6 separate regions of the Mus musculus genome follow, and all the other regions are linked to region 3. The links are chromatin contacts, called in public HiChIP or PLAC-seq and promoter capture Hi-C maps. All regions are on one chromosome and are shown on one strand. The core of a region is the stretch at or near the end of the contact, and the rest is flanking DNA. Distances in the headings are between cores, read along the strand shown. Region 1 holds the start of Gdf15 (growth differentiation factor 15). Region 2 holds the start of Tm6sf2 (transmembrane 6 superfamily member 2). Region 3 holds the start of Upf1 (UPF1 regulator of nonsense transcripts homolog (yeast)). Region 4 holds the start of Tssk6 (testis-specific serine kinase 6). Region 5 overlaps Mau2 (MAU2 sister chromatid cohesion factor). Region 6 holds the start of Mau2 (MAU2 sister chromatid cohesion factor).

Region 1 (4,294 bases), core at 1,368-3,867, 280 kb before region 3:
TCTCTGAGGCCTAGGTGGGAAGATGGACACTGAAGGTGGGGCTTAGGAGATGGGTAGGAGTTCTGTATGACGTTTGCCCAAACCTATCTGAGTTCTGACTGCCTGAAACCAACATCTTTGCTGAGAATTTAGTCATCTTGGTCAATCCTGGACTAGCAGCACCATCCAAGCCTCAGCTACTCTTCCGGAAGCAGAGATGATCCAGGACTCTCTGGACTCTCCTGACTCCCCGAGGTCCTCCTGACACGAGGACAGCAGGTTACCCTGTCCTCTGGGGACTCTCATCCACATTTCAATTGATCTGCAGGGATCACGAGAAGCGCTGTCCCTAGGGCAGGAAAGTTTGTGCTTTCTTGTGTTGACAAGGGTGGAGTTGGCCCAGCGAGGGCAGCTCACCTCTGCCCCAGAGTGTGAGGAAGTCAGGGTCCCAGCCCGCTGAGGTCATTGTTGGCTGGCAGCCCACAGTTGGGCTACCCCACTTCCTTACGTGGCTTCAGGACTGGTTATGAGGTCACCAGCTAAGGATTTTGAGGAAAGAGGAGCCAAGTTGGCACAATGCCACATTCCAGAGTTTTGTGAACCAGAAATCTGTGTTTGGGGGGTGATGATGCTTATCAGAGGATGGGGGACCCCATGGAGCCTTGTTGGTATGGAGCCCTTTGGAGAACATTCCATGAATAAAGTGAATGGCTGACTGATCCTGGTCTTAAAGAGACAGATGCCCAGTTGGTCGTTGGCCTGGTCACCACACTGTAGGAAGAGTGGAATACTATATATAGCAAGGAAGAGCTTGGTAGCTCATTTTCCATCATCTTGACACCCAGGAGACTGAGGCAGGGGGATTGTGGGTTTGGATTCACAGAGTGAAAGTTCTATGAACCTGGAGGAACTGTCCCCTAGGCTTCTGACAGTCTTGTTTTAACCCCCAAGTGACACCCTGACACCTGACTGAGACTTTAGGCCTGGGTCTCTATCGACAAGCAGCTGAGAGTGTGAATTTCAAGGTGCACAGGAGCTCCTACTGTGTACTCAGGTCACATGGGCATCTCTAGTTCTCTACCACAACTTGTGGTGACCCCACGGGATGAAGCTGAAGGTATAGTTGGTCACACACAGCAGTGGGTGTGTGTTGAGGGGGCACAGATGCCTGGCGAAGTGGGATCCTAAACAGGAAGCCCTGGTGACTTTTTTGAAGGGGCCTGTGTGGGTTAGGAAAGTTGGGACCCATCACAGGAAGACACCGAGGGCCAGAGAGGCAACCTGGGCTGGCTGAGGTTGCATCTGTCTGCGGCCTGTGGGGTTAGGTGGGGTACAGAAGTGCTGAGAACATCGAGGCCTGTCCCAGCATCCAGACCGCACAGGGCTCCCCGTGTGGGAGTGGGCAGCTGCTCGGCCCACTCCCGAGCTCCATATCTACGAAGCCATCTGCATCCCAAGAGACTTTGGGCCGTCCCCAGCCTCAGTTTCCCCACCTGTGACCCATGATGGTCCTGTCTCAACCTCTCATCTCACGCAGCAAGACAGCTGTATCCTGATCCTTGGCCTTTGCTCTGCAGCGCAGAGAGGCTGAGAAACTTGTCCAAGGTCACATGGGACCGCGGGATAGTCCCTCAATTTGTAGCGTGCACCCCCGGCCCCCGCTGTACCCCTACCCTGACGATGTAGACCACAGCAGCCTTTCACAGAAAGAGAAACTGAGGCTCAATGGCTGGCCTGGGACCAGAAGACTGCAGTATTATCCTCTGGGATATGATTCGGAGATCAGCAGCTCGCCCAGGGCAGAGAATCCAACTCTGAGACTTAAATTTGGGGGAAAACGGTCAGAGATGAACATAATCCCAGAACCCCACTCTCACCGGCCAGGTGGCCACCATGCTGTGCCTCCTCACAGAGTGCAGATACCTCAAAACTGCCCACAGCTGCGATCCCAAGGGCGGTGCCACCTCTCTCCACATTGATCTTTAAGAGTCACCCCCGTAGGCAAAGGGTCCTGGAGCAAACAGGTAGTTCTGGGCAGTGCATCAGGGGTGGGGCTTGGATCTGAGGAGGAGTGGTCTGGAATCAGTTTGGGGAGGGTTCTGGGGGTCATCCTGGTCTTGGACAAAGGAGATGGCGGGTGAAGACTTACCATGCACCTACCTTGTCTTCACAGGGGGACATGGAGTAACCCTAGTCAGTCATTAACCTGGAGTGACCCCACAGGTCAGAGGCCACCCAGCAGTATGTAAATACTGGGAGGGACCCCAGCAGGAGCCCTTGATGACACCTGGTGCCCCTCCTTGCTCACTCCTGTCTTCCCCAGAGGCCCTAACTACAGCCACTACCCTTTCAGGGCCCAGGCTGACCGTGGATGGGGCTCCTGGCACCTTCATCCTCCTCCTCCATCTTCTATCTGAGCCTGAGACGAACTGCCCACCCCCTCCAGCCACCTGCCGCCTCCTGTTTGGAAGGAGGCCCGCAGCAGATTTCCTCTTCCCTCCATTCCCAAGAGGAACCCCTGGTCTGGGGATACTGAGGCAGGCACAGGGCAGGGCACGTGTGAGCATCCAGTCATCCTGAAAGGTAAATCTGGTTCCTGAAGCGACAACTGTTCGTACAGGGTTTTGAAGGATTGGTAGGAGTCCCACAGAGGACACCGAAGAGGTGCAGTCCCTGATTTGTCCTTATGTCCCAGCCCATTTGGGCACGGCTGTAATGTCTACTCCTGGGACACTGAGGCATAGGGGTGACTTGCCTGAACTTGCCTTTTCTAGGTTTTCCTTGGCTTCACCTTTGATGGGGGTGGAGGGAGGAGGGAGGGAGAGAGGAGGAAAGAGAGAGGGAGAGAGTCCTGGTCCCAAGAGGAAGGAAGAAGCCACTTGAACTTCAGTCTGGACTCCATCACATGTTCTGTGGGGACGATCAGCCCTCACTCAGGTCCCAGCCCGGCGGTTTCCCTCCCTCCCACCCCCTCCCCCTGCGGAGCCCTGGGATTCCCGCCCGAATTAGCCTGGTCACCCGAGTTGGCATCGCACACGGGGGCGGAGCGGACAGAGTCCAGTGGGTATAAAGGCAGCTGCAGAGGGCTTAACTCAAAGACACACTCAGGACACAAGCGACATGGCCCCGCCCGCGCTCCAGGCCCAGCCTCCAGGCGGCTCTCAACTGAGGTTCCTGCTGTTCCTGCTGCTGTTGCTGCTGCTGCTGTCATGGCCATCGCAGGGGGACGCCCTGGCAATGCCTGAACAGCGACCCTCCGGCCCTGAGTCCCAACTCAACGCCGACGAGCTACGGGGTCGCTTCCAGGACCTGCTGAGCCGGCTGCATGCCAACCAGAGCCGAGAGGACTCGAACTCAGAACCAAGTCCTGACCCAGCTGTCCGGATACTCAGTCCAGAGGGTGAGTAGCAACCAGGGACCCACTTCAGGAACACCCTCTCCAAGCTCCAACCAACACACTCAAGTCCACGAGCCCAGCCCAGCTTCCGAGACTCAGTTTCCCCTGCTGTGACCTCTGGAGCTGCCAGCAGCGGGCTCAGCCAGAGTAGGACGGATGACCGTCCCTAGACCGGAGCTGGACAAATGATGTCCAGAGAGGTCAAGGTCGCTCCTGGAGATGCACAGCACTCGAGTTGGGGAGGACATGGGGGAAGGTTAGAGGGTCCTGGAGGGAAGAGGGAGGGACAGGAGCCAGGTTGGGAGCCAAACGGAAAGAACCTGCGGGAACTGGATCGGAAATCTGACGCAATCGCTTGTAAAGAGACTGCTACAGTAACAAGTGACAGTCGCTTGGATGGGAGGGAGGAGGATCCAGGGGACTGGACTCAGCTCTGGGACCCAGCAGGGCTGAGGGCGGGCCCAGGCTGATTTGGGTCACGCCCCCTTACAAATCCGCTAGGGTTGTGTGAATCCAAGCGAACTGTAGCTCTCCCTAAAGATCTGCAAAGCTACACTTGGATGTGGTGGCGCATGTCTGCCATCCTAACTACTCCGGGGGTTGAAGCAGAATTGCCTTGAGTTCAAGGCCAGCTGGGACTACAGAGTGAGAACCTCCCCAAATTTTATTTGTAGCCCAGGTCGATTTCAAACTCAGGGCAATCCTTCTGCCTCCATTTCCCAAGTTCTGGGAAGACAGGTGTAGGCAACCAAACCCTGCTTTAAAGAAAACCAACTTCTGTTTGTTAAACACTTTATTCAGAGGCTTGGGAAAAGGTTGGAGAGATCCATGCTGTCCTGCGCAGGGCAGACCTTAGGGATCTCTGTCGCTAAGAGCAAAATCAACTTTAAGCCAGAAGGTGGCGGTGTACGTCTTTAA
Region 2 (4,246 bases), core at 831-3,330, 280 kb after region 3:
GTTTCTGAGTTCAAGACCAGCCTGGTCTACAGAGTGAGTTACAGGACAGCCAGGGCTATACAGGGAAACCCTGTCTTGAAGAAAGAAGAAAAAAGAAAGAAAGAAAGAAAGAAAGAAAGAAAGAAAGAAAGAAAGAAAGAAAGAAAGGAAGGAAGGAAGGAAGGAAGGAAGGAAGGAAGGAAGGAAGGAAGGAAGGAAGGAAGGAAGGAAGGAAGAAAGAGAAAAAGAAACATCAGGTCTAAGGAAAGGTGACCAGGCCACACATAATAGCATCCATTCTACATTCTATATATGTGATGAAGGAAGTCCCAAGTCTGGAGCTGGACAAAGTGCCATTGTCATTCCAGCATTCAGAACTCAGATAGAGGCAGGAAGATTAGGAGTTAGGGTCAGCTCAGGCTACATGAGTCCTGGGAAGGGCATAGGGGAGAAAGACATAATTACTTCTCTCTGGAGTTCCACCTCTGAAAGACACCCTTTGAGGTTCTCCAGTCTAATGGTATTCCAGGCCCTCCGAGTTCCACAGTTAATGGGAACCACTCAAAGACTAACAGAGGTCCTTGGGTTGGTCTTTAGCCTTTGCCCAGAGAACCCTGCTCCTCAGCACCTCCCAATGACTCACCAGCATAGAGAGGGTCGTAGGTGATCTCCCCATGAGATAGGCTATAGACTGCCAGGAAGAGCAGACCCAGTATCAGAGCACTCGTCAGCACCACAAACAGGGGCCTGGGGGAAAATCGAGTGCTTGGGTGAGACCTCCTGGAGGAATTATTCAGAAAGTGTCAGCAAAGGAGAATGAGACCTGACTTCTCCATCAGTGGTTTCTTGGTTAGGTTTTCTACTTGGCAAACTCCTACTCATACTTCAAGGCTTATCCATATTGCTCCCACTGGAAGCCCTCTCTGATTTCCCTATCTCTGTGTTTCATCATTAGCTAATACTCATTCCTTTGGATTTGCCAGGTCACTCATTGAGCCTCACCCTTCATGTGGTTGGACTCTGATGGGAGGGAATCTAGTATTTTCTTGAGGCTCCCAGTTTCTCTCAACTAAAGTCCAAATGTCTCCAACTGCACTTCCCTATTCTTGCTCAGTTACACCGAAGTTATACAGTCTGATAAGACAGTTCAGCTAGCTGCATAGATAACACAAGCCAGGTCTCTGGGCTTCCCTTAACACAGCTGGACAAACAAACCAAAACCCAGAGAGGGGAATCCACCTGTCTGGTGCCACACAGCCAGTTTTTGTTCAATTCTCCTAAACTACCCAGGCCCACATTTCATAAACTCCATCCTGGTTTTACTTAACCAAAATGCCAACACTAATCTTGACACTGCACAGAACTTGTGATCCTCACCCATGACGATAGTGAAACCCAGATAGATAAAGAGACCTGGGCTCCCAAAGGGCACTTGGCTCACTCAGACTCTCAGGAGACAGGTACCAGGGAGTCAGACCTATGGCTAAGGCCCTCTCTATCCCACTGTTTGAGTTAACTGAGCTTTGGAGTGAGGGGATTGCTGGACCTCCGGGGTCTATCTGAAGATAGAAGTCAGGGACAGGGTGCTCATTGCTTGTAGGGGGAGTTAACTCTAGGCCTGAGACAGAGACGATGGTACAGGGCATGCGTACCAGGGAAGTTGGGTGAGTTGGGCTTTATCTAGGAAAATACTTTGACCCTGGGTGACTTTGGAACTGGCACAGCATACATCCCTGGAATACTCGTAAATGCCACAACCCACTATGGCTCCACATCACCTTTCCCCAGAAACTTACAACTTCATCTTCCTGACAGCGCGGCTGGAGAGGGATTTCTGCTTGCAATGGCGTTCCCCCGGCCCAGCTCCCATCCTATGGGATTTTGCTACCCCTCATCCTCCCTCCAGCCCCATGGTCCTCATGGACGAAAACGCACTGTGAGAACGCCGAAACTTGATTGAGTAGGTAGGACACTGGCAGGGCGCAGAATGACATTGCCACAGTCCTGCCGGCTAGGGGCGGGATGTCCATGGCAGCGGCACCCCGACCCCGGCGAGGCCTCCAGGACGCTTGGCTCCGTGACCGCAGCGCGTCAGAGCTCTGAGTTGCCAGGAACCTGCCTGCCCCCCCCCCCCCCCCCGCGCGCAAAGGTCGCCCCGCGCAGGAGCTGGTCACCACCCTTTCCTGTGTTGAGGTTCTTGGCCAGTATGCGGAGGGGGTGGGTGGGGAGTGCCGCCCTACTATCAGGAGACTCCGCCCATAAGCTCCCTTTCTCAGTCCTTTTATCCATTGCACAGCGTCCTTTCCCAGTTTTCAGCCGTCCCACATCTGCAGCCATGCCCCCTTACCTCTACCCAGCTTATAACTCCGCCCCCATACCCTAGTCACCTGTGGGGCTGAACTGTAGAGACTTCCCTTTACCGAGTCCACAATAGTCCCTTACCTAAGACCCATTCACCTCTCCTAGCCCTACTCACAGGCATTAGCTCAAGAGTGCAGCCACGCTCTACATGGCCCCGCCCCCAGGCCCTACACTCACAACTTGTACACACTGCAGTCCAGCCCCTGGCCACACTCCCACTACTCAGCTCTGCCAACTCTAGGACCTTTTGTGTCATGCCCAACCAGATCTTGGGAGAGGGAAACATTGGGGAGATGGAAGACCAGAGGAGCAAGACTGGAGTACTCAGATTTATCATTCTTATTCTCTTGAGGACTTTGACTAGCTGGAGAGGTCTGGGGAGGATCCAGGGCAGCACAAATGGGATGAAGCTGCAAAGATTGACCATCACGGGCTCCAGCTGGGCTCTTGCAGCTATGCAGTGAGCAATACATGAGACAGCCCAGGCCTCTGCCTCTAGACAGGCCCTACCCATACTCCAGCTGTGCCCAGTCCACACCAGCCCATGCACATATCATGAAGTGTTTGGAAGCCTCTTTTTCCTCTGCCTGGGGTAAAGTCTGAATCAACTGGCTGGTCTCCAGTTACTGTGAACTCAATGAGCCTCAGTGGGACTGGAGGAGGGACAAAAGAGGTTTCTGGCAACAGCAGGAACTGGAATGCTGGACAGGTGAGCATTGGGACTTTAATACACAGCACAACACTTGTGACCACAGGATAGAGATGGATGCCAGAACATTTCATAGTCCAAGGATGGCCGATCTGAATGTAGACTTTGTGTTTCCAGAATATTCAGTAGTAGGGCCGTCTGGGGTTGTTCTGTGGAAGCCCAAAAAGATCAAAGGAGTGTTAGTGGAAAACTATAGGTCCTCCCTCCACAACGTTGCAGGCAGCAGAGCTGACATCCTGTGAGGGCTACAGCAGGGGTTTTGTCATCTCTCTCAAACTAACAGGCAGTCAGGGAGGCACGCACCAGCGGGTTGGGCCGGAATCGGTAGGCCAGCATCATCCTCTTGCGGAAGGCCTCGTACTCATCATCCTCCTTGGAGAGTTCAGCTGGCCGGTCGATGCCAAAGCCAGCTCCATCTATTGTGGTGGCACCCCTGTGGAAGGAAAACCAGCAGTCATGAGTAGGAACCAGGATGAGACAGACAGGAAGGGCTTCTGGGGTACTGGGGTGGGGACTGGTGGCAGGGTTGGCAGGTCCTAGATTCACTCAGACATGGGGTCAGAGGCCAGCTTCACGGTCAAGCAGTGTGGGTAGCAAGGCTTTACATACTAGTTAAACCAGAACTAGTTGTCACTAGCTGGAACCTTAGGACTTGTCCATCTGTGTGCTCCCGCAAGCCCTGTGGCAGCACTCACTTGTTCACTGGGTTCTTGATGCCCTGGCCCTCAGTGCCCAGCCCCTCGCCCTCTTTCCAGCCCATCTTCATGAGCATCTGGTAGCCAATGTTTTCCACCGTCAGCTTAAACTCCTTATATTCTGAGTAGTCTGGCTCTCTGCCCTCCTGCAACAGAAGAGAGGAGAAAGTTGCCAGCCATGGGGACTATAGCTGTCCCTAGGTCCCAGTTCTGGCTCCAATGCCTGCCCAACTTGATCTTAGTTAGCCTCATGCCAGACTGGTTCCACCCATGTGCCCCAGCCATCAGTGGTTGACTCCACTGAAATAAATCAAGCTCTTCATCCTTATGCTGTCTTCAAAGGGCTGAGCTTCCAGGCACTCAAGTCAAAGGGGACAAGGTGACCATTAACATGGCCTGTTTGGGACGTTAACAGTTTACAGGCCAAGAGTAGCTCATGTTCTAAGAGCAATTTGTTCTGAATACCCAGCTTGGGAACAATCTGTCACACAGAATGCTAAAC
Region 3 (4,316 bases), core at 1,805-4,304:
CTGTGCACCACCACACCCAGCTTGTGAGAAGTTGGAGACAGAACACAGGGTCCTGTGCAGTCAGATAAAGAGGTGTCCTACTCAGTTACCAGCACTGTACAATAACTGAGCTCCAAGCTGAGCCCCAGTACCAGACTTTGGGCCACTTCATTATGTATCTTTCCTGTCTTGAAGTCTGAGACCCACCAAGTGGGTTCATCTTCCCATGGCCGGAGGTTACAGACCATCAGACATGAGTCAGTATATAAACTACAGGTCTGGCCATTTTTCCTTCCTAACAAAGTCTATTATTTAAAAATAAGAGAAGGAGAAGGAGAAGGAGAAGGAGGAGAAACAGAGTGGCCCCACACTTCCTCTGTGACCTTAGTTTAACAAAGCACACATTGCTGTGACACTGGGACACTATTGAGAAATCTCAGACATGCATAGCCTGAGCACAAGCCTGTGTGTACAGGACATTCGCCACAGGAGCCCTTGACTTCAGACGATGCTAGGTGTGCCTCCTCACCCTCCAGCTTGTGTGAGGCAGGGTCTGTCTCAAAAAACAAAAACAAAATTTTTTTTGGTCTTTTTTTTGTTTGTTTGTTTTTGTTTTGTTTTCTCTGTATAGCCCTGGCTGTCCTGGAACCCACTTTGTAGACCAGGCTGGCCTCAAACTCAGAAATCTGCCTGCCTCTGCCTCCCAAGTGCTGGGATTAAAGGCATGCACCACGCCCGGCTAATTCTTTTCCACCGATTTCAGTGGGACTGAGAGCACACCATGTGCCACATGCAGGATTGGAGGACTCCTGCCTGAGAAGAGGTCTTGAGCAATTACTTGTCTTGTTTAAAGATTTAATTAATTTTTTTTGGGGGGGGGTTCTAGAGACAGGGTTTCTCTGTGTAGCCCTGGCTGTTCGGAACTCACTCTGTAGACCAGGCTGGCCTCGAACTCAGAAATCCACCTGCCTCTGCTTCCCAAGTGCTGGGATTAAAGGCGAGTGCCACCACCGCCAGGCTTAATTTTTTGAGACAATGGTTCTCTTGTTTATCCTGAATCTCACTTTTTTTTTAAAAAAAAGATTTATTTATTTATTATATGTAAGTACACTGTAGCTGTCTTCAGACACTCCAGAAGAGGGCGCCAGATCTTGTTAGGGATGGTTGTGAGCCACCATGTGGTTGCTGGGAATTGAACTCAGGACCTTCAGAAGAACAGTTGGGTGCTCTTATCTGTTGAGCCATCTCACCAGCCCCGGAATCTCACTTTTTAAACCAGGCTGGTCTCGAACTCTCAAAGATCCTACTCCAAAAAGACAACTGAAGTCTGGACTCTGGTGGTTTAATCTTATATCCTGTTGACTGACCCAAGAGGTTGATGAGATGGCTCAGTGGGTAAAGGGGCTTGTCACCAAATCCGAGTTCCATTATTAGGAGAGAACCAATACCTGTAGGTTGTCTTGTGATCCCACACATGTGCTGTGCATGTACAAGTGTGCCCACACACAACTAAATAAATGTACTAAGAATTGAAAAACAACAAAGCAACAGAGAACCTTTTATTGAGCAGTGGCTACAGGCACTACTGTCCCTCTATGGAAGGTTGCAGCGAACTGGGCTAACTAATCCTTGGCCTGATGGAACATTTACTTATCTGTTTTTGTTTGTTTCATTGTGTTTTTTAGCCAAGTTCTAATATACCTCAGGCTGGCCTCAAACTTGCTATACAACTTAGGATGACCTTGAATCCTTGCTCTGTCTCCATCTCCAGAGTCCTGGGAGACTGCGCCTCTACACTCAGCATCTGTTTTTGTGTGTTTTGAGATGATGTAATGTTGGGTGTCCTGAACTTCGCTCTGTAGACAAGGCTGGCCTCAGAGTTACAGAGATCTCCCTGCCTTCGACTCCTGAGTGCTTGGATTTTAAGGAGTGTCCTTACTGGGAGATCCACCCAAGCAGAGGCAGCCACCCTCCTGGGTTTTTCCCTCGCAATAAATCTCGTGTTAGGTTTGTTGTGTGCTGTGACTTTGTTCTATTTCTTGGCTCCCAATTGCCAGGATCTTTTGGAGCACAGCTGAAACACTTTGGGGAACCACCTCCACCCCTCCCCCTGCCCAAGCAGAGCAGATACACTTCTGTGGGGGGAATGCCTTTCCCTTCAGAGCTGCAACACTTACACTTCCTCCACTGAAGAGTGGGAAGGAAACCCAGGGAGGAGTGTTTCTCTAAGTCTCGCAGCTGGCTGTGGATGCTCATCAGTTGGTAGCTTCTGCCTAGCACACAAGAGCCCTTAGTTCCGTGGTCAACATTGCATGTACACCTGTCACCCCACCACCAGGCACTTTGAGGCAGGAGGATTCCCCCGAATTCCAAACCAACCATGGTTACAGTGTGAGACCCTCAATCAAAACCAAAACAGGCCGGAGAAATGGCTCAGAGTTGTGCACCCAGCGCTTACAAGAGGAGCTCACATCCATTCATAACTAGTTCTAGGGGACCTGACCCCTTCTCAGCGATTCCCAGGCTAGCTCGGACCAGTGCGACTTGATCGCAAGACAAAAGAAGCATTTATCTTCACAGGCTTCAGGAGTGCTCGGGGTAGCAGTGACTACCATTTGGCAGAGTCCCCGCTCCCTACTCATTTATTCAATCGATGAATACTGAGAATGGCCACGAGCCAAGTGACAGACGGGGTAACTAAGGTTCAAGGAGTGCAGGTGCGTGGTCCCCGTGCCACAGGCTCCACACCCAAAACCTTCTGGAGAGAGCCTCAATCAGCACCTAACGAACATCCAGCCCTGAAGCCCGGAGGTGAGGACGTCGCATGCGCGCATGCGCACCGCTAGGCAGCAGTTGGGGCGGGGCCAAGTTCGCGAGCCCAGGTCCTTTAGGCGGTTGAAGGCCCGCCTCTTCGCGCAGGCGCACGGCGAGTTCCGCCCTCCCGCTTAGCTCCCAGTGCTCCGGTGCGGTTGGCTACTTTCCGGGAGGAACGCGCGCGCCTGCGCCGGCGTCGGACTCGCGCACGCGCATCTGTGCCGGCGTCCGGCTCGCGCACGCGCACCGCAGCGGTGGCGGCGACGGCGGTTCCTGTCCAGGGGTCTGAGAGCGGCGGTCGGCTTTGAGGCGAGCAGCGTTACGGAGGGGCGCGGCGGCGGCGGCGGCGGCGGCGGCGGCGGCGGCGGCGGCGGCAACTCAGAGCTCAGAACCGGCGGCCCGGCTCTGCTTTCGGAGGCCGACTCGGAGCCCGCCCGGCTCTCAGGGCGGCGGCAGCGGCTACTCCGGATTACGGCCTAGGCCTAGCCGAAGCCTCGGGCTCGAGTGCGGTGAGGCGCCCGCTGAAGGCGCGGCCCGGGCGGCAGGATGAGTGTGGAGGCGTACGGCCCCAGCTCGCAAACACTCACCTTCTTGGACACTGAGGAGGCCGAGCTGCTCGGCGCCGACACCCAGGGCTCCGAGTTCGAATTCACCGACTTCACCCTTCCCAGCCAGACGCAGACGCCCCCCGGCGGCCCCGGCGGCGCGGGAGGCCCGGGCGGAGCGGGCGCAGGCGGCGCGGCCGGCCAGCTCGACGCACAAGTGAGTTGAGCGGCGCATGGCGGCGCCGGAAGCCGGGCGGGCGCGGGAGCTGCGGCGCTAGATCCCAGTTAACCAGCCTTGGGCCCCTGTGAACCTGAGCCAGGTCCCAGTTAGACGGCGCTGGTCCGAGCTACCGGCTTCAGGTCCAGTTAACAAGCCTGGGTAACTGCTTCCTGCTCTGGCTCCTTAAACATTAAGTCCCTATTGGCCAGCTCCAGTTACCCACCCTGGATTCTTGTTTAAACTGCCCAGGTACCCGCCACCTGCCCTAGGTCTCTGGTACCTTATTACCAGATCTGGTTCCCGTTACTTGCCCTTTTCCCAGATCTCTGCTTCCACCCTATTCCAACTACCTCTTCCAGGTCTACCTGCCACAGTCATTGCCACCTGACTCAGGTTCCTGCTACCTGCCCTAGTCCTTGCTGCTCTGGCCCACCCAGCTACCTACCATCTTCTCTGATTCCCAGCCTCTTGTCCCAGCTACTTGCCACCTGTCCTTTTTTCCTCCACCCTGCTAGGCTGGGCAGTGACCTGCATTAGTGTCCCTCCTGTAGCGCAGGATCTGCTCGGCTCAAGGCTTAAGCCAGAGCTTCCCTCACTCCCCTCCTAGGTATGTCTAAGGTGACCTGTCCACAGTTGCTATCCTCTGGACGGACCCACATTGCCCTCCAGGGTCACCTGTTTGGCTAGTCCAACCACCCCATCTCACCCTTTTGCCACTTCATCCACCACCCCCTCCAGCCAGGGTTCAAGTTCAAGTT
Region 4 (4,902 bases), core at 555-3,054, 450 kb after region 3:
CAGCCTAGGCTGCATAGTGAGGTATTTGATCTAACTTTGACACACAAAATCACCACCACCACCACCAACAACAAATCAAGAGATCATCAGTAGATGGGTCTGGTTTTTCCCTGTAAACTTTTCCCATAGGGAAAACAACCATCACCAAGGACTCCCGGCTTCCAGAGACCTGAGTACAATCCACACCTGTCTCTGCACAACTGACACCTATGTGGGTGTCACATCTGTAAATGCTGTTCCAGCCAACAGGCAGTCCCGCTGATCCCAATTCAAGTATCATCAGATCCTGGCGGATGACTATAGAACTTTTAGGAATTTATCCAGTTTAGGGACGTGAAGAATCAGGATTTGAATCTCCCTACTCCGGTTTTTAGGTCTAAAGGTAGAATTTCCACATACTCGCCTTTCTCTAAGTTGCCGAAAACTTCCCACCCCCTGCTCAGTGACAAGGTTCCACCGCTAACCCCAGTTGCAAGGAAGAGCGAATTTATTGCAGGTTCCAACCTGGAACTTAGCGTGCACGGCTGGCCCACGGTTTCTCTGTAGCATGGCAACCCACCGTGCAACAGCTCATTCTGCGCAGGCGCAATGCTTCTCTCTCTTCTCTTTGCGCCCCTCCCGGGGCCTTCTCGCCAGAAATCGAGGATGCGCATGCGCTCTCCAGCAATCAGTTTGTGCAGGAGGAATCAGAACCCAACAGCAGGCCTCAGAGGGCCGCCGCCGTGGGGGAAGGGGAAGGGACAGGACGCGTGCGCAGTGGCGCGCGGCGACTTCGCGGGTTTCCCGAAGCTCGCCCTTCGCGCGTGCGCCGCCCTGGCTCTGTGCCTGGTGCGGCGGGAACAGCGAGAACCCCGGCTCCTAGCCGGAGTCCCCGGCCCGCAGCCAGCCATTGCGCGCCACCTGGCCCGCCGAGGGCCGGGCAGACGGGCTGAACTGTAGCAGCTCGGCGATCAAGGATTTGCATCGTTCCGACAGTTCGAGGCCGTCAGGGTAGAGCACGCCGCGCTTCTGGCGCCGGGGTAGGCCAGCAATGTCCGAGTCGTCGAAGGGCATGCACCCGGTGACCATGACGTAGAGCACAACGCCCAGGCTCCACACGTCGTATTTCTTAGGGTCGTAGGGGATGCCCAGGAGCACCTCAGGTGACGCATACGCGGCCGAGCCGCAGTAGGTGGTGCTCAGGTCTGGGTAGCCGTGCGCCTGGCGGCCGAAACCGAAATCCGTGATCTTGACGCGGCGCTCGTCAGGGCTTAGCAGCACGTTTTCGCACTTGAGGTCGCGGTGCACCAGGTGGTGGTCGTGCAGGTAGCGCACGGCGCCCGCGATCTGCGAGAAGAGTTCGCGCGCCTGCGACCCCGGGATGCGCCCGTTGCGCTGCACTGCCTGCAGCAGGTCGGTGGCTGCTGCCTCCATCACGATGTACAGCTTCCCATTGCACACTTCGATGAACTCGAAAACGTGTACGATGTGCGGGTGCCGTACTCCCCGCAGGATGGACAGCTCTCGAGGCAGGAACTTGTTGACGAAGTCCGGAGGCGCTCGCCGGCGGTCCACCACCTTGATGGCCACCGTCCCTTTATACTTCTTGGAGGTGGCCACTTTCACCTTGGAGTAGCTGCCCTCACCTATCGTGCGGCCCAGCTTATAGCCAAGTTCGCTCAGGAGTTTGTCGCCCGACATGGTGGCGCCCGGGGCGCGCGGGGAGCAGGAGGCGGCTGCTGTCGGGGGGCGGCCGGACTCCAATCTCGGGCCTAACCCATGGTGCTTGGCACCTGCACCCCCGTGCCCCCATGTGCCCACTCCCAAGGCCCTACAGCCGCGATGACTTTTATTGCCCGGGTAACAATTTCTGCCTTGTGAAGTGACTGCGGGCGTCACTCGGCCTTGGGGCGGGGACCCTCCCTCCCCCGCCCCGCGGGCTCCCTAAACCCTTCTTAGGCTTTGTGACTCAATCGCCCTTAATGGTCAGTTCCTCGTGAGAAGTCACTGGCGAGGAGACTGCCCACTGATGTGGAACAGGACAAGTCCCTCCCTGAAGTGATGGTGCTCAGGTGGGTGGGAACCAGCCTGTTGCCTCGAGCCTGGCTACCATGGCTCACGAAAGAAAGTAGGTGAACTCCCAAGGTTTTTAGTGCAAGAAACACGCCCGAGAGAGCTCTAGATGCAGACCACAGTTACTCCCTGCCTAGGGCCAGAGGGAGGAGGGACTGACTTCCGGATCGCAGCAAGGCTAGCGTAACGCTTCCAAATTATAGGGAACCTCCTGGGTGACGGAACTTCCGCCACACTCAAAATGGTGGTCGCGCGTTGCCTCACTTCCGCTGGTGGCCGGAAGTTGCGGGTCCTGCAAGTATGGCGGCGTCGAAGGTGAAGCAGGACATGCCCCCGCCAGGGGGCTACGGCCCCATCGACTACAAGCGGAACCTGCCCCGCCGGGGACTGTCGGGTCAGTGTCTCAGTGTCGTCCTGTTCGTCGCAGACCAGGCTTTTGTTATGCGGTTAGACGAGAGAGGGCAGCCTGCGGGCTTCAGAGTGCACAGTGTGAGCGGAGGCTGAGTTGGAATCTTGGTTTTCTAGTGCAGCATCCCGGAAGCCAGAATGTTCATGTCCCCTAGTTTCCAGCTGGCTTCCACGGGCCTGGAAACTAAGCCTGCGAGAAGCACTAACCTGGAGTTTGGAGGCTTTTGTTTTGTTTTAGGCTGGCCTCAAACTCCGTAGCAGAGACTGATCTAGAACTCCTGATCTCTTGCCTTCACTTCCGAAGGCTATGCTCATAGGTATGCACCGTTATACGTATTTTTTTTTTAATGTTTTTAAATTTTTTTTTTTTTTTTTTTTTTTTTTTTTTTTTGCAGATAGGGACTTACTATATAGCCCAGGCTGGCCTCAAACTCGTGGCGACCCTGCCTTTGCCAATGGATTGCTGGGATGACAGACAGGTCCACCCAAGGCAAGATGTGTGTTGATTGTAACATAGCATAGAAGGCTAGTCTTAAACTCTAGCCTCCCTAGTGCTGGTTCCTCTTCTGGCATTCTCTGCCCACCCCCAGCCCCCACCCCCACCGGCTTTCGTGGAGCCCAGGCCAGCCTGAAATTATGAACACCCCAACTCTATGCCTTCATAGTACCAGGATGACAGGCATGTGCCCACCAGGCTGTGTTTTTAAGTTTTTAAAAGTGTTTTAAGTAACATTTAGAATTTTATTATCGATTTCAACAGGAAAAGAATATGAAGAAAGTTAAAGTCCCCACTGTCAGTGCTCAGAGTTACAGAAATACAGTAGTTAGCAACTGGGGCCCAATTGGTAGAGTGCCTGCCTAGCCTTTCAAAGCCCTAGGTCGCACCCCTGGCACTGCATAAACAGGACTTGGTGGTGCACACCCATCATCTCAGCATTTTGGATGCTGAAGCAAAACGGATTGATGGTTAGGGTCATCCTGGGCTACATAGATCAACCTGGACTACATGATCCCATCTCACCCTAGAAGAAGAGAGAGATGGGCTTAGGGACTGTAAGATGGCACAGTGGTTAAGGGCATTGATGCTCTTCCAAAGGACCTGAGTTTGCTAACTCCACCTTCTACAAATTCAGATTTTTAGATTTTAATTCATCAGACTTTAATGTGCATATTATAGAAACTGTGCCTCAACTAAGCAAACAAAATGTTCTGGTCCTGTGTGATGGCTCACCTGTGATTCTAGACATGAGAAGCAAAGATGGGTCACAACAAGTTCAAGGCTAGCCTAGGCTATGTGGAGAGTGTTTGGTTCTGGATTATATAGAGAAGAGCCTCTTGGTGAAGGGCAGCCCAGACCCTGGGCTAGATAGTTGAGAGTTGTGGGCAAGATGTGCCAGGTACAGACTGAGGGATGCTGGGAGAACCTGGAGGCCAGGTCACGCTGCTTTGGTATGTAAAATATGAACCTCTGTCCCTTGTTCCAGGGTCCAAATCCAAATGTCAAGTTCCAGCCAGCCAGGAACATATTGTGAGAAACTGGTTTTAAAACCCAAAAACTAGCCAGGCAGTGATGGTACAAACCTTTAATCCCAGCACTGGGGAGGCAGAGGCAGGCGGATTTCTGAGTTCAAGGCCAGTCTGGTCTACAGAGTGAGCTCCAGGACAGCCAGGGCTACACAAAGAAACCCTGTCTGGAAAAACCAAAAAAAGAAAGGAAAAAAAAGGAATATTTATCTATTTTATATATATATATGAGTACACTGTAGTTGTCTTCAGACACACCAAAAGAGGGCATTGGATTCTATTACAGATGGTTGTGAGCCACCATGTGGTTACTGGGAATTGAACTCAGGACCTCTGGAAGAGCAGCCAGTGCTCTTAACCTCTGAGCCACCTCTCCAGCCCCCTCCAGGCCTTTTGAGACACAGATGGCAGACTAGAATACCCTCCCCATTCCCAGGGCCTCACCTGCTGTTCTGACAGTGAGGCAGATCCTCTGTCCACTTCTCCCTCCTGTCTCTTCCTTTTTTCTTTTTTCTTACATTTTGTGTGTGACTTAGTACAGATGTGAATGCGCCTCTTTTGCACATAAAGGGTAGAGGACAACTTGAGGAATGTGCTTCCTTCTGCCCCATGGGTCTTAGGGATTCAGCCCTTTTACTCATCTTGCCAGCCTCTATCTTTATTCTTTCTTCCTTAAACATTTAAAAACTGTATGGTTCTGATTTCTTGCATCTATGCATGTATACTGCACGCATGACTGGTACCTGTGCGAACCACAAGAGGTCATCAGATTCCCTGGAACTGAAGTTATGTGAGTTGCCATGTAGGTGCTGCAAACTGAGCCTATGTCTTCTGCAAGAACAGCAAGTGCCCGCCCACGCCCACCCCCACCTTGCCACACCCCAATATAGCCCTGGCTATTCTGGAACTCATGGGATC
Region 5 (4,320 bases), core at 1,742-4,241, 330 kb after region 3:
ATGCAGCACTCTAAAGTGTCTATAAATAAAGCACATCTCCCTGAGGAGCAACCGTATTGATCCTGGTGCCTTACAAACCTGATATCTTGTGTCTTTTCCAGGGCATTATTCCTGCTCAGCAAGGGGATGGTAAGTTCAGGCTGGTGTGCAGCCGAGTTGCGGGCATGAGGCCACCTGCACAGGCTTTTCTACACAAAAGCAGGGGCTGTGCCCTAATGGGCTTCATTTGGGGCTCTGAGGTTTCAGGTGGTAGATGTGCTATTGAGAAAGCCTGCTGTGGAGCCACCTGTACCCTAGTTTCTTTGTTGTTTCCAGCTTTGTTTGATTTGTTTGAGGTAAGGTCTCTCAATGTAGTCCTGGCTGTCCTGAAACTCTTTATGTAGACCAGGCTGGCCTCAAACTCAGAGATCTGCCTGCCTCTGCCTCCCAAGTGCTGGGATTAAAGGCAAGTGCTGCCACACCTGACCTCATTGCACCCAGCTTTGCTCTCTGGGGGTGGGGGTGGGGTTCTCAGCTGTTGGACTGGTAACAGTGATGCGCCACCCCTCTTTCCCCCCTCTAGCTGCTGTTGATGGAGCGCAAACTGCAAGAGGTGCACCCACTGCTCACACTGTGTGGGCAGATTGTAGAGAACTGGCAGGGCAACCCCATCCAGAAGGAGTCACTACGTGTCTTCTTCCTGGTGCTGCAGGTGACCCACTACCTGGATGCTGGGCAGGTATGTTGTCGCTCAGGGTCTGTGGAGAGGGTTTACTCATGATATGATCTTGTTGCATGTTTGTGAGTACACAAACATACATGCATAGGTCCTGCTCTAGCATAGTTGGTAGCTCCTTCATATTATATGACATAGCCCCAAGTATAGAGGTGCCTACAGAGCAGTTTTGTCCTGGTGGGCCTATCCTCATTTGAGGGAGAATTTATGGCCTCACATTCATTGAGTGCACACACGGTTGGGAGGCCTCTGAAGGAAGTTTGTGGAAGCCATGAAGACAAAACAGGGTAACATGCTACACACTTCCCTTTCCCAGCTTACAGCAGCTTTGTGGGGGTCGGTAGGGACCCTGGTATGGCTGTGTGGCTGTGTTGAAGACCTGACACCCGTGTTTATGTGATGGCCTCAGCCTATGTCATGGGAGCTACCTTTCCTGCCTTTACCCTTTCCTGTTCCTATGATGTAAGTCCCTGTGAGGTGCTAGGCCAGTGTTGTGGGGACCCAAGAAATGCTCAGTGAACCTGTTGTTAGTAAGGGCCTTCCTTGTGGTCCCTTTGGGCCCAGCTCCTCATTCAGCATATAAAAACATGGCAGCCTTTAGCTGTCCCTGAATGCTGAGAACCATAGCTGTCCCTGAGAGGCTTAGGATGTCAGGAGGGTTAACAGAAGCCACAGTGCTAACAGGGTTTCTATTTGTGGGAGGTAACTACTTCTTGCCTCCGTGAAGCCTGGCTTCTGGGAGGCCAAGACCTGAGGAGAAGAGCTCCTGCAGTAGGAGAAAGAGTCCCCATCCAGGAGCTGGGCAAGGTTGCCAGGCCTCCTGGGGTGTGATGTTGAGGCCTGCACACCACAGGTGAAGAGCGTCAAGCCGTGCCTGAAGCAGCTGCAGCAGTGCATTCAGACCATCTCCACACTACATGATGATGAAATCCTGCCCAGCAACCCTGCTGACCTCTTCCACTGGCTGCCCAAGGAGCACATGTGTGTGCTCGTCTACCTGGTGAGTCCTGCCACCCTGGGCCCGGGCGGGGAGAGAGCCTTGTGACCACCACCTGTCTCCTTGCAGGTCACAGTGATGCATTCGATGCAGGCTGGTTACCTGGAGAAGGCACAGAAGTACACAGACAAGGCGCTCATGCAGTTGGAGAAGCTTAAGAGTAAGTGCTACCTGGGCGGGGACTCGAGCAGTCCCAAGTTTCCTTGACATTAGGACATTGCCATGTTCAGGGAGGCCAGGGTCAGAACCTAGCTCTCACCTACCTACCTACTATGTGTGAATCCTCCAGAGTCTAGGGTTCTAGCCACACACTTGACTATTTCATGCATCCTGGGTGCATGTGGCCTTAGCCTTCCTCTTAATCTCTTTGAGCCTGTGGAACTGTGCTTTTCTTTTCCTTAAGCTGTGTAGGCAACAACTTTTTCCTCACCCAAGAGATCTATGCAGGGTTGCCAGGAAGTGCCTGAGCTCCCCATGGCTTGAGCTCTGTCCCACTCACATGCACAGTTGAAGACATCTTGGAGAACCCACCCAGAAGGTTCTTGAGCTCTTAGCAGTAGTAGCAGGCAGCCTCTGTAGATATGGCCTGTATGTAATGCAGTGCTCAGCCCAGAGTTTCCTGTGGCTTTTGGTGCTTGGCATTCAAGCCAGGACCTGACCTGTGCTTGATAAGCTCCTGCTTTACCTGAGCCTTATCCACTGGGCACTTCTTAGCTTTAGGATGCTTCACAATGGCATTGGTTTGAGCTTACGTCCTTATCTAGATGGGGAGAGGCTACATCGGGGATGATGTGGGTGGGGCCGGGTGGTACCATGCTTGCATGTTCACCCCTGCCTCCTGTCCCCAGTGCTGGACTGCAGCCCTATCCTGTCGTCTTTCCAAGTGATCCTGCTGGAGCATATCATCATGTGCCGGCTTGTCACAGGCCACAAGGCCACTGCACTACAGGAGGTAGGAAGCACAGAGAGCGGGATGTGGGAGCTGGTCTGGATGTGGACACAGGTGTCAAGAGGGGAGGGTACAGTGATTTCACTGTCACTGCTCTAGCCTGGGTTGTAGAATCCAGTGTAAAGCCAATAGTCTGGTTCCCTAAAACTTGTATGCTCGGGGAACATTGAGATATGACTGGGACCCATGTCACCAAAATGCACACCTTCCTGAGAACATTGGAGAGGCATTTTATAACCTGAAACTGGGACGAAGGTCAGCATGTGCAAGGAGAAAGGAGAGCAGGGTCATCCTCTCCATGTGGTGGCTCCTCCTGCCAGGACTTTGACCCCCAGTTTGGCAAGTAGATGGGAGCATGTCTTCCAGCCTTGGGGCTGCACCCCAGTGCCAGGTCCCAGAACAGGAACCTTGGTTCTCTCCTCAGATCTCCCAGGTCTGCCAGCTATGCCAGCAGTCCCCTAGGCTCTTCTCCAACCATGCTGCCCAGTTGCACACACTGTTGGTGAGTATGCCCCAGGCACTGGACCCCACTCTTGCCAAAATCAAGCACATACCTAGCAAAGGATGTGATCCACCCTGAAAGGATCTGGGCATTCCAGTAAATAACCCTGTGATACTACCCAGGCAGCGTCCAAACATGAGCTCTGTTCTGTTGTGGGGAGGGGTCCTTTATAATAGCCTGAAGCTCATCCTAGGGCCCAGTACAATTATGCTTGCCTATGGTCACTGGGTCAGCTGCCCTGGTTCTGACCTGAGCCCTACATGTATGCCTGTCCTTTCAGGGCCTGTATTGTGTCTCCGTGAACTGCATGGATAATGCTGAAGCCCAATTTACCACAGCCCTTCGGGTAAGGCTGGCTTCCTGAGTAACAATATGGTGTAAGGTTGGCTGCCACACAAAAAAGCATGGAGACCAGATTAGGTCTGCTGCAAGAGCTATAAACTTTGAGCCCACATCTACTATAGTTAGCCTGACAGTGGCCACAACCGTGACACAGTTCCTCTTGGGGTGGGAAGTGGCTAGGGTAAAGAGTTCTTGGCTACCCTGGAAAGATATGAGGAAAGGATATATGTATCAGGAGTACAGGGACACTGGGTAGCCATTTTGACACCTGTTAAGTTCTAGGACATTCTCAGACTAGGTCAGTTTGTGGTGCTCTTGGAGTCATCTGGGATTTGGTAGAGTCATAGTATGTGGATGTACAGTGACTGAGATGTGCCCTTATCCTAAGTCCTGTGATAGGTGCTCAGGAACAGAGGACAGGTTTTACCTCAGGGAGGCTGGGTCCCCAACAAGGCACCCACACTTAGACAACTGACCTACTAGTCCCTAAGAAGCTGGTCCATTTCTCCCAGAGTGGCACAATTGCCTCTAGGGACAACTCAACTCCCACTGTGCTCACCTGGCCCAGGACTAGGGAAGGATGTCCCTACCTTGGCCTCAGTGTCCTTGCAGGAAAGGGAGGCTATTGACCTATTCCCCAGGGAGCCCCCAGTAGAGATTTTATAGAGCATGTTATGTTTTATGAGCAAGGGGGCTGGAGCATTCTTCTGACCGTGGGATAGAAGTTCCCCTCTTTGGTTGCTATATGTCTGAATGCTATGTGAAGAGTCAATTGGCTGCCCACTCCTTTGGCTCCACCCTTGTCTCCCTAGACC
Region 6 (4,370 bases), core at 767-3,266, 310 kb after region 3:
GACTGGCTTCCACTTGAAACAAGCCTCCTCCCTCTGACTCTCCAGTGCAGATCACAAACATGTGCCACTATGCTATGTTTAAACACTAAATTTGTATGTATGTGCATAGGCACTGTGCAAGCCAGAGGTTGACATCAGGTATCTTCTCTTTCTTTTTTCTCCCCCTTGTTTGTTTTTTATTTTCTCAAGACAGGGTTTCTCTGTATAGCCCTGGAACTCACTTTGTAGACCAAGCTGGCCTCAAACTCAGAGACCCACCTTTACCTTCCAACACCTGGCACTCACTCTGTAGACCAGGCTGGCCTCAAACTCACTGAGACCAACCTGCACTTTCCAATGTCCCAAGTTCTAGGACTAAAAACATAGGCCATCACTCACCAACTTAAAAAAAAAAGACAGGGTCTCAGTTTGCACAGCCCTGGTTGACCTTGAATTCAGATGTCCACCTACCCCTCAGGAGTTGGGATTAAAAGCATTCCTATTGTCGCTCTGCCTAATTTTTTGGTACAGAGCAGCTCACAAAACCTTAAAGCCCGTTTCAGTGCGTGGCTGCCAATACACCCCAGGAATCCACCTGTGTCCAGTCCGAAGTCCTGTGCTTTCAGGCACACAACAGTACATCTGGCTTTTTTACATGAGTACTGAAGATGGGGAGCCAGGTCCTCACTCTTGGGCAACAAGCATTTTAACTACCACCATCTCGTCAGCCCTTAAATTCTAAATGTTGAAAGCAAAACTGACTCCCTAGACACTACCAGAGTTGACACCCCTAATTATTTCCATTTCATTCATAACAATCTCCAAGGAGACAATCCTAGTCCACTCTGAGGCCTATCCAGCCTCTGTGGTGAAACCTCTGCCTTCCTATAGACAGCATCTACTCATATGGAACATCTTGTACTCAAGAAAGACTTTTCATGGAGCCAGAGAGATGGCTCAGAGGTTAAGAGTGCTTGTCACTCTTCCAGAGAATCCAAGCAAACATCCAGGTGGCCTACTATAACTCCAGCTCCAGGTACTCACACACAAAGACATAAAGACAAATGGATTTTTAAAAACTGTTAAGCCTTCCCTGACCTTCAATATATTAGCAGCATCCAACCTCACGTCACGAGAACTAGTTCTTTGCAAAATTTGCTTCCAGGTGCACTGACACGCAAGCTTAGCACAGCGTTTGGCACCCAGCAAGTGTGGAAGCATATGGTGAATGGGCAAATGCATTTCATCCTAGGGGCACAGGGAGAGCTAAACCCGTAACCGTGGGAAACCGCCCTGGCTGACCCAGTGCAGTTCGGAAACGCACATTTCCCACAAGGCAGGACCCAAGCCAAAGGGGACCGGAGGGGCAGGAGGGATGTCCCAGGCTGTCCGCTGTGGATGCCACCGGCCCGAGAGCAGTTTATTGGGAAAGCCCATGCGGTTCCCACCCGGCGCCCAGGCCTTTGAGGGAGACCAGGAGCGCTCCTCAGCCACGGGCGGGGGTTGGGGGGCGAACCCGAGTCTGGGGTCTCGGCAGACCAGAGAAGGGCACACGCAACGTTACTGTAAGTTTCCCTGGGGCTGAGGCGAGAAGTCCGCGTGTCAGGTCCGTGACAGAAAGTAGGGTGAACAGGAGACGTGCAGTCGCGAGAACCCAGGCGGGCGGCGAAGGGAAGTCGGGGGATGTTACCTGCAACATCCCGGTTGTCCATCTTGAGACTCATCCAATCCCACAATGCTCCGGCGCCACCTGAGAAGAGGGAGGCTCTGTTATAGTGCGCTTGGTCTGATGGTAAATGTAGTCCTTCTCCGACAATCTCGTCCAACCCCCTTCTAGGACACCGGGCGTCTTCTCCACAGAAACGCCGGCGTCAGTTCACGAACGTGTATTACTCTCAGTTACGATGATGCAGAGGTATCATCCTCTCCTCAGAGTCTTCCTCAGTCGGAGCCACTTCGAACACACACCATAAGACCCAGAAGTCCTTGCGTAGCAGTTCTCGCGAGAATTGCGGGTCGCCAGGCCCCGCCCCTCAAGGTGCTTCCGCCTCTCTGTGGAGGCGGCTTGTTGTTGTGCGGGCCAAGATGGCGGCACAGGCGGCGGCTGCGGCGCAGGCGGCGGCTGCAGCTCAGGCTGCCGCCGCACAGGCCGCACAGGCCGAGGCAGCCGAGTCGTGGTATCTGGCTCTCCTGGGTTTCGCCGAGCACTTCCGAACATCTAGCCCGCCCAAGATCCGCTTGTGCGTTCATTGCCTGCAGGCCGTGTTCCCCTTCAAGCCGCCTCAGCGGATCGAGGCCCGGACGCACCTGCAGCTCGGCTCGGTGCTTTACCACCACACGAAGAACAGCGAGCAGGCGCGCAGCCACCTGGAGAAGGCGGTGAGTGTGCGGGCCAGGCGGGCGGGCCGCGGGTACCGGGGACTCGATCCTCTCCGCCTCGTCGGGCTTGGGACTTCCGAAGGCCTCGCCCTCACCTGCGGTGACAGACGCGGCTCCGCCACGCCCTCTCACCCGGGAACCGGGAAAGTTGTCCCTCTTCAGCTACTTGGTGCTTGCATCGGGGACCCTCCTAGTCGGGTGGCCGCGGGAACAGGACCCAGAGCGTCAGCCTAGAAGCACCTACCTAAGGAAGAGATGCGAGCTCCCTGACGTGTGAAAGCGAGGTCGCAGGAAATCTGAAAGTCCAGGACTTCTGACAGTCAGGTGTCTAGGTCTGGAGTCCCAGATCCTTGTGGCATGGATATTGGGGAAGGTGAGGCCTTCAGCCTCTTGTTGAACGTTGTTGCCTTGTGAGGACCTGAAGTGCAGAAAGTAGCTTCTAGAGTCACTTGCACCTCGGGGGTCTGGAGGTCAGTCTCACTGTTGGTGGCTTCTTCTCCCACCACGAAATGGTCCATCTTTGAAAGAGTCCCCACTCCGCCTCCAACTTGATTTGTGACGTCTTGGTGCTTCACAGAATTTCAAGAGGTAGCTGTCATTCAGCTTCTCAGTAAGACTTGTTTCTTCTCATGGCAACTGTGTCTCTTCCACACCTCCGCCTCTTTTTTGCCATTTTCCTATCTTTGTTTCCTTGACTATTCAGATGTTTAATGTTCTGACCTGCAGACAGTCTAGTAAATTGCCTTCAGGAGGGGATCAAAATTCTTGTTTCCCACACTGTGCATAGTTAGAGCTTCTAATCCTCACTGAACCAATAAACTTCCTTATTTCAAGAGTGAAACCGTATAGGCTTAGCTAAGTAAAGTGATTTAGCAAAGACCACACTGTGTGAAGTTTGGGTTTTTTGTTTGTTTTTGTGTTGGGGGGGGTTGTCGTGGTCTTACACGATGTAGCAAAGAATTGGTCTCAATTCCCAGCTGTCATCCTTCCTGGCCACCCAAGTACTGAGATTACAGGCATAGTTGCACATACCTGTGATGTACATGTTCAAGGGAGAGGCAAGAGGCTAGCCTCGGCTACACAGGAAGAATATCTCAAAGAAAGCAGGTCTGCTTAGATGACTTTGTGGGTAAAGGCTTTTGCAGCACAAGCCTGATAACTTGAGTTTGAGTGGAAGGTGAACACTCTCAAAAATTGCCTTCTGATCTCCAAATTTGCCTGCACTCATACATATCATACACAACAAATAATACCATTAATTTTAAAAAATTATAATCAAAAAGAGCTGGGTAGGGTGGCAGATGCCTTTAATCCTGGCACTCAGAAGACAGGCACATGGATCTCTGTGAGTGTTGCCAAAGAGTCAGGGCTACATAGAAGACCTTGTCTCAACAGAACCAACCAGGGATGGGACTGGAGAGATGGCTCAGCAGTTCTGAGCACTAACTCTTCTTTCAGAGATCCTGAGTTCAATTCCCAGAACCATCTGTACTGGGATCTGATGCCCTCTTCTAGTGTGTCTGAAGACAGCTTACAGTGTGCTCACATACATTTAAAAAAGAGGTGAAACCTGAGCTGGGCAGTGGCAGGGTAGGCAGTTCTCTGAGTTTGAAGCCATCCTGGTTCACAGAGGAGTTCCAGGACAGCCAGAGCTACATAGAGAAACCCTACCTCAAAAAGACCAAAAACCTGGGCTAATCAAATTTGTGAGTTAAAAAAAAAGATACAATTATTTTTAATTATATGTGTGGATATATGCTCTTAAATGTTGTGCCCACTGAATCAAAGTTCTGAGTACCCTGGAGCTGGAGTTAGAGTTATATGTGAGCTGCCTGATGGAGTTTCTGGGAACCAAACTTGGGTCCAGTGCAGAGTAATATGTGTTGTTAACTACCCATCTCTCTCTAGTCACCTCAGTTTAATGATCACTAGTTTCTGTACTAGAATAAGATGTCATTATTGTGTTAGTGCTTTTTGCTGTTGTTGTCTTATTCATTCATCAAGGAGTTATT

The links. Promoter capture Hi-C pulls out the DNA fragments that hold promoters and counts their contacts. HiChIP or PLAC-seq counts read pairs in DNA pulled down with a chosen protein or histone mark.
Region 1: a contact with region 3 is called in a promoter capture Hi-C map of liver, with 3 times the contacts expected there. The contact joins the promoter of Gdf15 here to the promoter of Upf1 in region 3. A contact is called at or near these places in 8 of 39 promoter capture datasets (the 3T3-L1 cell line, cranial neural crest, frontonasal cranial neural crest and 4 more), 2 of 484 Hi-C or Micro-C datasets (both in embryonic stem cells) and 5 of 115 datasets of contacts at active chromatin or transcription factors (Th17 cells, double positive thymocytes, embryonic stem cells and 2 more).
Region 2: a promoter capture Hi-C map of liver shows a contact between it and region 3, with 4 times the contacts expected there. The contact joins the promoter of Tm6sf2 here to the promoter of Upf1 in region 3. A contact is called at or near these places in 9 of 39 promoter capture datasets (the C10 cell line, cranial neural crest, embryonic stem cells and 4 more), 1 of 484 Hi-C or Micro-C datasets (liver), 2 of 115 datasets of contacts at active chromatin or transcription factors (effector CD8 T cells and pancreatic cancer cells) and 2 of 9 other capture datasets (adipose tissue and pancreatic islet).
Region 4: a promoter capture Hi-C map of pre-B cells shows a contact between it and region 3, with 3 times the contacts expected there. The contact joins the promoter of Tssk6 here to the promoter of Upf1 in region 3. A contact is called at or near these places in 10 of 39 promoter capture datasets (cranial neural crest, embryonic stem cells, fetal liver and 5 more), 2 of 484 Hi-C or Micro-C datasets (Th1 cells and natural killer cells), 4 of 115 datasets of contacts at active chromatin or transcription factors (astrocytes, embryonic stem cells, memory CD8 T cells and 1 more) and 2 of 9 other capture datasets (liver and macrophages).
Region 5: a promoter capture Hi-C map of liver shows a contact between it and region 3, with 3 times the contacts expected there. The contact joins the enhancer-like site here to the promoter of Upf1 in region 3. A contact is called at or near these places in 4 of 39 promoter capture datasets (cranial neural crest, embryonic stem cells and liver) and 2 of 115 datasets of contacts at active chromatin or transcription factors (both in embryonic stem cells).
Region 6: a contact with region 3 is called in an H3K27ac HiChIP or PLAC-seq map of embryonic stem cells, with 2.4 times the contacts expected there. The contact joins the promoter of Mau2 here to the promoter of Upf1 in region 3. A contact is called at or near these places in 5 of 39 promoter capture datasets (cranial neural crest, embryonic stem cells, liver and 1 more), 2 of 484 Hi-C or Micro-C datasets (embryonic stem cells and neutrophils) and 3 of 115 datasets of contacts at active chromatin or transcription factors (all in embryonic stem cells).

The regions. Positions count from the first base shown.
Region 1 is chr8:70,630,418-70,634,711 of GRCm38.p6, reverse strand. Gdf15 (growth differentiation factor 15) reads left to right here and starts at 2,617. Exons shown (of 2, transcript NM_011819.3): 1 at 2,617-3,379. The coding sequence starts at 3,100. Gm34154 (a long non-coding RNA gene) reads right to left here and starts at 2,149. Exons shown (of 2, transcript XR_870495.2): 1 at 1,857-2,149.
Region 2 is chr8:70,070,758-70,075,003 of GRCm38.p6, reverse strand. It overlaps Tm6sf2 (transmembrane 6 superfamily member 2), which reads right to left and starts at 2,080. Exons shown (of 10, transcript NM_001293795.1): 1 at 1,915-2,080; 2 at 623-726. The coding sequence starts at 2,009. Sugp1 (SURP and G patch domain containing 1) reads right to left here. Exons shown (of 14, transcript NM_027481.3): 12 at 3,745-3,890; 13 at 3,353-3,482; 14 at 2,657-3,198. The coding sequence ends at 3,172.
Region 3 is chr8:70,352,017-70,356,332 of GRCm38.p6, reverse strand. It overlaps Upf1 (UPF1 regulator of nonsense transcripts homolog (yeast)), which reads left to right and starts at 3,054. Exons shown (of 24, transcript NM_030680.3): 1 at 3,054-3,555. The coding sequence starts at 3,340.
Region 4 is chr8:69,899,086-69,903,987 of GRCm38.p6, reverse strand. It overlaps Tssk6 (testis-specific serine kinase 6), which reads right to left and starts at 1,804. Exons shown (of 1, transcript NM_032004.2): 1 at 470-1,804. The coding sequence starts at 1,680. The coding sequence ends at 859. It overlaps Ndufa13 (NADH:ubiquinone oxidoreductase subunit A13), which reads left to right and starts at 1,968. Exons shown (of 5, transcript NM_001382215.1): 1 at 1,968-2,051; 2 at 2,256-2,446. The coding sequence starts at 2,353.
Region 5 is chr8:70,025,017-70,029,336 of GRCm38.p6, reverse strand. It overlaps Mau2 (MAU2 sister chromatid cohesion factor), which reads left to right. Exons shown (of 19, transcript NM_001376946.1): 6 at 102-129; 7 at 563-718; 8 at 1,569-1,715; 9 at 1,782-1,872; 10 at 2,561-2,664; 11 at 3,086-3,163; 12 at 3,444-3,509. Among named protein-coding and RNA genes, the nearest start is that of Mau2, 16 kb to the left of the region's middle. Within about 2 kb of position 2,991, at least 4 of the 459 cell types and tissues checked have an H3K27ac peak or open chromatin away from gene starts, as enhancers often do. A contact at or near this core is called in liver, where this site is marked.
Region 6 is chr8:70,040,380-70,044,749 of GRCm38.p6, reverse strand. Mau2 (MAU2 sister chromatid cohesion factor) reads left to right here and starts at 2,016. Exons shown (of 19, transcript NM_001376946.1): 1 at 2,016-2,358. The coding sequence starts at 2,065. It overlaps Sugp1 (SURP and G patch domain containing 1), which reads right to left and starts at 1,963. Exons shown (of 14, transcript NM_027481.3): 1 at 1,670-1,963. The coding sequence starts at 1,703.